Regions from separate parts of the Pan troglodytes genome. Here region 1 is linked to region 2. A link is a contact called in public Hi-C data. All regions are on one chromosome and are shown on one strand. Each heading gives the region's core, a stretch centred on a gene start, on an enhancer-like site or on the middle of the called end of the contact. The rest is flanking DNA. Distances are from core to core; before and after follow the strand shown.

Evidence for each region. Hi-C and Micro-C count contacts between places; a contact is called where the count stands out from the background.
Region 1: a Hi-C map of induced pluripotent stem cells shows a contact between it and region 2, with 4 times the contacts expected there. The contact joins the promoter of TMEM132D here to the enhancer-like site in region 2. A contact is called at or near these places in 3 of 7 Hi-C or Micro-C datasets (induced pluripotent stem cells and stem cell-derived neural progenitor cells), 1 of 1 datasets of contacts at active chromatin or transcription factors (stem cell-derived excitatory neurons) and 1 of 1 other capture datasets (stem cell-derived neural stem cells).

The regions. Positions count from the first base shown.
Region 1 is chr10:136,699,726-136,704,746 of NHGRI_mPanTro3-v2.0_pri, forward strand. It overlaps TMEM132D (transmembrane protein 132D), which reads right to left and starts at 2,711. Exons shown (of 9, transcript XM_016924625.4): 1 at 1,947-2,711. The coding sequence starts at 2,025.
Region 2 is chr10:135,773,680-135,778,770 of NHGRI_mPanTro3-v2.0_pri, forward strand. All of the region lies in intron 7 of GLT1D1 (glycosyltransferase 1 domain containing 1), which reads left to right. Among named protein-coding and RNA genes, the nearest start is that of GLT1D1, 120 kb to the left of the region's middle. Within about 2 kb of position 2,487, at least 7 of the 24 cell types and tissues checked have an H3K27ac peak or open chromatin away from gene starts, as enhancers often do. A contact at or near this core is called in induced pluripotent stem cells and stem cell-derived neural stem cells, where this site is marked.

The sequences.
Region 1 (5,021 bases), core at 1,461-3,960, 930 kb after region 2:
TATGAACACATTGGGAAAAGAACGGCCCTGTCCCTGAATGTATAAATCACATCTGCATCATGAAATTCCATTTTATGCAATTTGCTAATAGGGGTGTTGATTTTTTCTTGTTCTTTGACATATTGTGACTAATCCTGAATCATCTACCATGTGCTCAGACTCTGCTAATTGCTGTACAAAGTCTCCACACAGAACTGATTCACTTTTGAACTGTCTGGCTGACTTGTTTAAGTTCAATACACAAAATATGTCATATGCTAGGCTTATCGTAAACATTTTACATGCTAATTTTTGGCCACCTAGTAAAGAGGCTTCCACATCACACAGTACCTCATTTAAGGACATGTTCAGTGTTCCCAGTTGAAAAAGTTCACAAGTATTAGGCTAAATACAATTCTCTTCAACACTGCTCAGTCTAATGAAATCAGTAACAGACCTATGTACCTAAGTGAAAAAACACAATAGTGAGGTCCTATTTCCAAAGCTATTCTGTACCTTTCTTAATACAACCTTGTTATTGCAGCATAAACACAAAGAAGTCTGGCCCTATTATAAAACCAAGTGAGAACCAACCCCTCCCCAAAAAAATGCTGGGCTGTTGTTGCTGTGGATTTTGGTTTTTTTAACCTCACGTCTGCCTGAGTCAGGTTCACTGAATTCATCAACCTTTTATTTGGTTTCCTGTGCACATTATAAATCCAGAAAGCTCTGATCCCAGGGATTGTTCTAACTCATAATTAGGAAACGTGAGCCCATTTCAACCACACTTCAAAGACAGGGAAGGAGGGGGAACGTAAATTCCTCTTTCTAAATCGACCCATCACAGAACTCGGCATTTCAACTGTCTTCATCTATTATCAGATCCAAAGCAACATAACCTCAGTGATTCTGGAAGAACTCAGAGAACAGACAATTCATGTAATTAAAAGACTTTGTGCGTGATAACTGGCTTTGAAGTTTCTGAGAGAGATCTCATCTCAAAAATCTTTGCAGAAAAGTATGGGTACAGGGTTCTTGCAGCACGTATTAGAGACTGCTGAGACGCTTCACTCTCCTCCCAGTGTATCTACCTGCAGGAAAGGGGCACGGGTAGGGGAACCACACACAAACAGCCCAGGTCAATCATGAGAAAGAATCTCCCGCACAAATCACACCATTTCTCTTCAAGGAAGAATGACTGTCCAGAGCTTCCAAACTTGCTCTTCCCATGACAGACAGGGATGCTGGCAGAAGAGAAGAGGAAACATTGAGGAATTCCTGCCTTGACACATGGCTTCAAGTCAGGGCTCCGCTGGGATAACTCGGGTCACAACTTGTAGCTGAAACTCCACGTGCACCCTGCGGGGCCGCTGCTGCTCCCGGCACCCTACGGAAGGGTGAGAGCCAGACCCTGTGCCCAAATCTCACAGCGGCAGACCTGGAGAAACCCATCCCCCTTCTTCAGAGCTGCCCTCCAGGCTATATTTTTGGCAGCCTATAATACACAAAATAGTATTCCCATGCGACAGGAGTGCTCCAAAATTATTTCCAAATAGGTCAGTGCCACCAGGTAAAGTCAATCCCAAATTCCAGAAATCTCCCTGGTCATCTCAATCCCCTCCTCCCCCGACAGCCGGCTCGGCCCTCCAGAGGCCACCTTTCCTCTCCAGGGTCCCCACGCCCTCTCCCTTTACAGAAAAGGCTTTCAGGAAACCGAGCCTTCCTTTCCTTTCGGCTCCTTAGTAGTCTCACCTAAGGCCTCCCACCCAAGTGCTCCAGGACAAGCACCTTCGGCCAAGGGGCGTCCGAGGAGCGAGCTTGGCTGCCGCACGAGCGCACGTTCACACGCGCGCACACACACATGCACACAAGCCCTCTCTCCCGGCCGCCCCCATCCTCCACACACTCCCACACACTCACTCCAGTCGAAGTTAGTCCCTGGGCCCTGGCGGCCGCGGCGTCCTCACCTTTGGAAAACAGGGCGGCCAGGCTGATGAGTACAGGCGACCAGTGGTGCCACAGCGTCCCCATCTCAGACGGGCACATCCTGGAGACCCGGAGCGCAGATCCTCCGCTCCCCGGCGCCGTCCAGGCGAACAAGAGACCGTCTCAGTCCCCTAGAGGCCCGCAGCGGGGCCGGTGGCGAGGGAGCGCCCGGCTAGGGGCCCGAGCAGCCCGGGCGCCCTGCTCCCTCCTCCCGCCAGTCCATGGCCAGGCCGGGAGGCGACGACCGCGCGGGCTCCTGAGTTGCTCTCCGGAGTCCAACGCGAGCGCAGGCAAACCCCACCTCCCTCCTTCGCCCCCAACAGAATTTTTTTTAATTTTAATCCACAAGGGGTATTTCCTTTCCTGTTTACCCGAGCGAAGAGTGGCCCCCGGTGGCCCAAGGAGGGGCGCCTCCAGGCGCAGGGCTCCGGCGGCTCCAGCTGCTCCCGGGCTGGCTAGCGGGCGCTGGCGCAGGCGGCGCCGGGGTGGCGGGGCTGCGGAGCCCGGGACGCGGGCAGAGGCGGCTCGGAGCCCCCCGGGCGGGTGGCCGGGCTCGCTGGGCGGCCCGGGGCTCCCTGGCCCGCAGCCCCCATCCCGGGCCGGCCGCTGCGCCTCGGGGCTCGGGCGCGCGCGCGCTCCGGCCCCCCAAAGTTTGGCGGGTGCGGCTGCTCCCCGGCCGCCGCCTCGGCCCGCCCGGCCCCGGGCCCGGCTGGGGCTCGCGGGGCTCTACGCGCGCCGAGCGCACTGCAGGCTCCGGAGACGCGGGGCTCCCCCCTGCGCCCGGGGGAGGCGGGCCAGATGTGCGCGGAGGAGGGCCCGCCGGCTCGGGGACGCGGCCGAGCAACGCAGCTGCCTCCTGCCAGCCGGCGCGGGGGCTCCGCTCCGCAAGGACCGCATCCGGAACGGAACGGAGGCGATCGCCACGGTGCCCGGAGCCGGCTGGGGCTTTCGCCTTAAAAATTTGTCTGCTTTTAAAAAGCCCCACCCTTTCGGAGTGACAGCTGTGAGCCCCAATCCGCAAAGTAAATCCCACCTCCCCCTGGCCGCCCCACGCCCAGCCTCCCGGCCACCCTCCCTGCGAGCGCGGACGCGCGGTGGCGGCGGGCGAGGGCTCCCAGCGCGGGCGCACTCCGGGGACGGAGCCACCCACTCTCCCAACAGGTGTCCAGCTGGCCACCGGCCTCTCGTCGTCGTCAAAACCTCAGGCCCAGGGGAGGTCCTCCAGCCCGGGGGCACCTGAGGCTCTTCGCCAGGGAGAGCTCAAGGATGGCTGGAGAAGGGCCCTCGCCCCGCCCTGCGCATCTCCCAGGGATCGGAGTGAGGAAGTCTCTGACACGCCACACTGAGGTCATGCTGGCCCCAAGCCCCGTCCCAGAGCGATCCCCCAAGTTAGTGTCCCTAGAAACATTTCATGTGTGCTCCCCAGGGCTCACTGGGAACAGGAAATGGATCCATTAGGAGACAACATTGCTTTGAGAAGATAAAAGACATGATTCTCACTCACACCGCCCGGAATCTCCAACTAAGACATCCCCACACCGAGATCCCTAAGCACCGTCCTATAATTTGTAGCCCAAGAACTGCTTTGCTCCACGAGAGCCTTTAAATTAACCCCATCAAAGCTCAGAGGGAAGAAAAGCATTCAGAATTATTAAGGAATATTGTAAACCAACAAGCCCTGAATCTAATGAGGTGAATTCACCTCAGTAGATAAAAATGGGTCGTTATCATCTGACTGAGGGGGCAATGGACTTTTTCATCCTGTATGCCTGTAGTTGCAGAAATATACCAATGCTTTAAGAGTTTTCAGCTTTCAAAGTTTCAAGGAAGATCAAAAAAGCCACTGCTGTTCTACAGAAGATTGTCTTTCTGGGTTCATGTCCTTTGAGATGTGCTCTTGTCTTTTATTCTGTATCTACTTATCTGAATGTATCTGTCTGTTTTTTCTTTTGTTTGTTTCTTAAACTTGTTGCCTTTTCTCTTTGTATTGCTCTCCTGTAAAATTCCTAAGAGTCGATGCTGCAAAGACCCTAGAGAGATTGTCTCTTTCACTGTTTCTGAAGTTTGAACCAGCAGGAGTCACTGGAAAATTTGTTAGACCTGGGTTGCTGGGCCCACCCCAGAGCTATCTCGGCAGGTCAAGGTGGGACTTCCGATCTCCATTCCTAAAAAGTTCCAGGTGATGCTGATGCTGCCGGCCTGCGGAACACGTGCTGGAACCACTGGTCCCCTGTCTCCTTCACCTGAGTGATGAGAGAGCTGAGCTTTCGTCTCTTGGACACCTTCACCTGGTCTCTGAGTGTCAAAATTGATGCCCGCACTGAATGCATAATCCAGGTTCCATCCTTAACGCTACAGTGGGTCTATTTGTAAATCATCTATTTGTGACACTATTTGTAAAACATTTCTCAAACATATTGACTAGAAACAAGTGGTCCCTGTTCTTTATTAAAAACAATCATTTTATGTTTCTCTAAATCAAATTGAGTTTTTCCCCTGAATTGCAATCATCAAATAACTTTTCTTTTTGCCATTGCAAAAGGTTTCTCTATCTGTAATGTGAAGACAAAAGGTGACTGTCAAGTTCCAGCTGCTGCCTAAAATGTTAAACGGTTTCTTCATTATGCGTAGTTGGCGAAACAAAAGTTTTTTCCACTCTTTGGTATGGAAGATTTTTTGGGAAGATGCAACTTCAGATACCTAATCAGTGGCTAAAATAAGATGCAAGAATGGCTTCTTACTTTTTCTCTCTCCAGTATGCCATTCTCTCTGGTACATCTAATCTTCTTTGGGTAATTAACACAGCTAATTGTGGGGGAGCAAAACTTAGAAAGACTTGGAGATGGACACTGAGGGCTCATAGGTCCCTAACTCCAGCCCCCGCCCCAGGACAACTTCCCATCAAAATCGCCTGCCTTGTCTCTCTCAAGTTACTTGTAAGAAATCTGCTTTCCTCCAAGAATATGTGTTTCATCTGCGGGGCCGTAAATCAAGCTGTAAGCCTAATTTTGTCGGTAATTAAATTGCACTAATTGTTCCTGCTGTGTGGATGAGGC
Region 2 (5,091 bases), core at 1,237-3,736:
TGATCCTGGACACCTCTCCTGCCCTCTGCTCGATGCTTCTTCGGGAGAGTGGAGATCATGACCTCTCTTTGGGGAATAGCTGAGGGAGGGCACATGCACTATTGCCTCTCCCTTCCCCTGGAAAAAAACCTGCCAATACTCAACCGCGTTCACAGCTTGCAGCACTGCGCACTAGGGGAAGCCGTGGAATATGGAAAGCACTGATGTTTAAGTGCTGGGATCAGCCCACAGCAGGATTCCCACCCGGTGCAGAGCACTGAGAACCCAGGGAGAAATTCCTGTCTCACTCTTACTTCGAGTTACGTTCTACTTACGGATTTAGGGAGGCCACTGGCCAATATTATGTAACATATTACTTCTCTCTTATGTTTTAAAAGTGTTTTAACGTAACATCTATAATTCTTGGAAGTTCAACGCATCCAGGATGTGTAAGCACCAGCCAGTGCACAGCACACAGTAGGTCCTCAGCCTGAAATCCGAGATGCAGACCCTGCTGCGTTGATTGGATTTCCAGTTAAGCCCAGAGGAAACTCGGGACAAAGCATGTGTGAACTACATTGGAGGTTAATGCAAAACTTACGTGGATTTTGTTTTGCTTTGTTTTTTTTGAGACAGAGTCTCGCTCTGTCACCCAGGCTGGAGTGCAGTGGTGCAAACTCAGCTCACTGCAAGCTCCGCCTCCTGGGTTCACACCATTCTCCTGCCTCAGCCTCCCGAGTAGCTGGGACTACAGGCGCCTGCCACCACGCTTGGCTAATTTTTTGTATTTTCAGTAGAGACGGGGTTTCACAGTGTTAGCCAGGATGGTCTCCATCTCCTGACCTCGTGATCCGCCTGCCTCGGCCTCCCAAAGTGCTGGGATTACAGGCGTGAGCCACTGCGCCCTGTCACTTATGTGGATTTCCAAGTAGTGTGACCTGGTGGCTTATTGTACGATACTGGGAAGCATTTGAGAGTGGACTAATAATAATACAAGCACACCAGGCTGGGCACAGTGGCTCACGCCTGTCATCCCAGCACTTTGGGAGGCTGAGGCAGGTGGATCACTTGAGGTCAGGAGTTCGAGGCCAACATGGCCAAACCCCATCTCTACTAAAAATACAAAAAATCAGCTGAGCAGGGTCGCAGGTGCCTATAATCCTAGCTACTCAGGAGGCTGAGGCATGAGAATCACTTGAACCCGGAGGGTGGGGGTTGCAGTGAGCCGAGATCATGCCACTGCACTCCAGCCTGGGTGACAGTGCGAGACATCGTCTCAATAATAATAATACTAGGACAACAGATGTAAACCTCACCCGAGCAGCATAGGGACAGCCTGCCTGGGGGTTGTGATTGGGTGCCTGGGCTGGTGTATTGTTAGGGACACAGATTCTCCAGTGAGCTAGAGAGGGTGGGTCCCTTGCCTCGGGCCACTTGGGTGGGGTGAAGAGCTGGGTGAGGACTGGGGTCCGACTGCAGAGCCTGAGCTCGGGCAGCGCCAGGAGCACAAACGGCCCTGCTCTCCCCCTTCCCTGCTGCTGCCGTGGCAGCTCCTCCTCACTCCGCCCCATCTTTCCTGCTGTGCCTCCCTTTTTCTCTCCCTCTGCCTCTGTCTCGTCATCTCCTTGTCTGTCTCCGTAGCTCCTCTCTCCCTCTGTCTTTTTCTGTCTCTCATAGTCACTCTCTCAGTCTCTGTAGCCCTCCTCCTCCTCTCTGTCTGTGTCTCTCTCTGTCTCTGTAGCCTTCCTCCCTCTCAGTCTCTGTTTCTCTCATTGTCTCTTCCTCTGTCTCTGTTTCTACCTCTATCTCAGTCTCTAGCTCTCTCTCTCACTCTCTCTCTCTCTCCCTGTCTCCCTCCCTCCCCTCCTCTCCTGTTTTACACCTAACCCTTTTCTAAAGTGGTTCTTCTCACCCTGATTCTCTCTGTATTCTTGGGGAGAAGGGACCATTTCTGAGCCCCACCCTGGGTGTAGATGCCCCTGGTTGCAGCCTGAGGCGGGAAGAGAAGCCCCTGGCTGACTGTGCAGCCCCTAGGGCAGGTTTGCCCCGAGCTGGGTGTGCACCGAGCTGAGTGTGCACTGAGCTGCCGCGCGGCAAGCAGGGCCAGGACGCGGGTGAGCCACAAGGTGGGGCTCACTGCTCAGGCACAGAGGCTGGGCCATCACCAAGGTGCGGAGGCACTCGGGGCTCCTCCTGGCCGCCTCACTCCTGACCAAGCAGGGAGCATCCTGCTTGCATCGCGTCTGGAATTCTCTGAAAATACAGAGAGGGAAGAGGCAGAGAGAGAAGAGCTTCCTTCCCGCTGTGAGCTCAGTCCCCACCTCTGAGAACAGGAGGAGGCATCTCTGTGTCATCCTGACACTTGGCTCTCCACCATCTCCTGGGCCCTCGCGTGGGTGCACCTGTTGCTCTGCAAAGCCTGCTGGGCACATGCCAGGAGTGTGAGCCCGCAGGCTCCAGCTGGGGACTGTGATTAGGGGAGGGGCCAGGCATGGAGAGACCCTCCCCTCCCCCTGCCTCTGCCTGTGTGCGCTTCCTGGAGGCCTCCTGGTGATCTGTGTCAGCCCTGACAAATGCAGTCCCCAGTCAGCGGAGTGCTTGCCTCACATCAAAACAACGCTGCTGTAGGAATCAGCTCCGAAGGCCGTTTCTGGGGTATCCTGGAATTCAGAAGGAAGAGGATGGTGACATGTTGGCACTGGTAGAAGCCGGGCCAGGGTCTGTGGAGGACCCCCGTGGGCTGCAGCCTTAGGGGTAATGCTGCAGGGGAAGGCCTGCTTGGAGCCTCAGCCCCTGCCTGTTGCAGGTGCGTGCACAAGCAGCTGGGCACACCGTCCTGGGTCCTGGGCTCCCAAGCCCGCCGCGCTCTCTCCCCTGAGCCCCACTTCCCATCTGTCCCACTTCTCCTGAGCTCTGTCTGCAAAAGCAGCTGGACCCCATCTCCACTGCACTCCCGGACCGAGGGGCTGTAGGGTCTTGCCTGGGCTGTTCCAGCAGCCTCCTCCTTCCAGCCCGCCCACTCCCTCCCCGCAGCCACAGGCACCAAGTCAAAGTCCGCTTCTATCCACTGCAGCTGAGGACCCTCTGGTGGCTTCCCCATTGCACCTAGAAGAAAATGCCACTGCTGGCCTGGCTTCTGAGGCCTTGCACAGCTCGCGCTGCCCCCTCCTCATTCCAGGCTTCTCTGTCCAGCACCTGAGCTTTGCTCACCCTCTGTCTCTAACCGAGCTGCGCCTACGGCTGGCACCTCCTCAAATGTTTCTTGGTTGAAATCACCTTGGAAGGACTTTTCGTGGCCACCCAGTGTGACTGGGGTTCCCACTTGGGTTTCCTCTGTCCCTGCACCTGTGTCTGCGTATACTGCACTCTTCGCCATCTATAAACACCAGTCCCCAGCCTGGAAGCTTCCCGAGGGCAGCAGTCAGACATGTTTACTCATCAGCTGTCCCTCGCAGGGACCCTGATATGGACTGGGTGCTCAGTGAGTACTGGAAGGGATGATTATGCCCCGGCGTACAAGGCGCAACCCTTCCAGAGGGCGTGTTTTTTTATTTTCATCTGATAGTGAGCGATGCAGCACGCCACACACTTGTACTTTAACTGCTCACATTTCTTTTTCTTTTCAAAGTCGCAGATGACAGCAGTCATCCCGCCCAATCATGGGCACCTGTCGGATTTTGTCCCCATGCCTAGCAAGTAGTCTCTGACAGTTTCATGCCAATCACAGGTTCTGGTGCTGAGTGCCACGCGGCAAAACGACGGGATCGCCTACTCCGGCCTGGGTGCTTAGATCCCATGTAAATGCCTTTGGCTTAGAAATTGCCTTTCTTTTGCCCTCCCTCCCTCCCTCCCTCCTCCCTTCCTCCCTCCCTCCCTCCTCCCTTCCTTCCTTCATCTCCCTCCTTCCTTCCTCCCTCCTTTTCTTCATCTGTTCTTTGCTCCCATTTTCTTTGATTTCTTCTCCCTCCCTCCTCCGTTCCTCCCTTCTTCCCTCCTGACTTCCTTCTTCCCCTCCTCCCTTCCTCTCCTCCTCCCTCCCTTCCTCTCTCCCTCCATCCCTCCCTCTGCCTCCCTCCCTCCCTCTCTCTACCTCCTTCCCTCTCTCCCTTCCTCTCTCCTTTTGTCCCTTTCTCTCTCCTTCTCTCCCTTCCTTTCTCCCTCCCTCCCTATCTACCTCCCTCCCTTCCTCCCTTGCCTCCTCTCTCCCTCCCTTTCTCCCTCCCTTCTTCCCTCCTTTCCTCTCTCCCTTCCTCCCTCCCTTCCTCCCTCCCTCCTCCCTTCCTCCCTCCCTCCTCCCTTCCTCCCTCCCTCCTCCCTTCCTCCCTCCCTCCTCCCTTCCTCCCTCCCTCCTCCCTTCCTCCCTCCCTCCTCCCTTCCTCCCTCCCTCCCTCCTCCCTTCCTCCCTCCCTCCTCCCTTCCTCCCTCCCTCCTCCCTTCCTCCCTCCCTCCTCCCTTCCTCCCTCCCTCCCTCCTCCCTTCCTCCCTTCTTTACTCCCTTTCTCCCTTCCTCCCTTTCTCCCTTCCTCCCTCCCTTTCTCCCTTCCTCCCTCCCTCCTCCCTTCCTCCCTTCTTTGCTCCCTCCCTTCTTCTCTCCCTTCCTCCCTCCCCTCCTCTCTCCCTTTCTGTGCGCCATTGCCCTCATCGTTCCGCATTAGTGAGCTCAGCCTTCTTTTGAGTTTTGCCGGGAGAATCCATTGTTTGCACTTTATTCAGGAGAATGGTCTCTGTGGTTTTCCCTGACTCTCTGTCGCACACGTCAAGGCTCCCTCTCCAGGGTCGCTGCCACATGTCTGAATGAGCAAGCTGTCCCTTGGGGATCTTGGGCTGCAGCGGAACTGGGCTGCATGCGGGGCAAAGCCATGAGACGACCAGGGTGCCAACAGGAAGTGGCAGCTGCTCTAATGGACCCCATGACTTCAGGAGGGCAGCATTGGGAGACATTATTTCTCGCTCTTCTGGAGGCCGGAGCTGGTTGTTTTGCTCTGTGACCACCGCCCATGCGGTCACTCAGAGCCCAGGCTCCTTCTGTGGCCTGGCTCCAGCTCCACGTGTAGGTAGCTGCTGGGGAGAGAGAAGACAGGGTCCACCATGGGAGGTATGTGTGACTTGGGC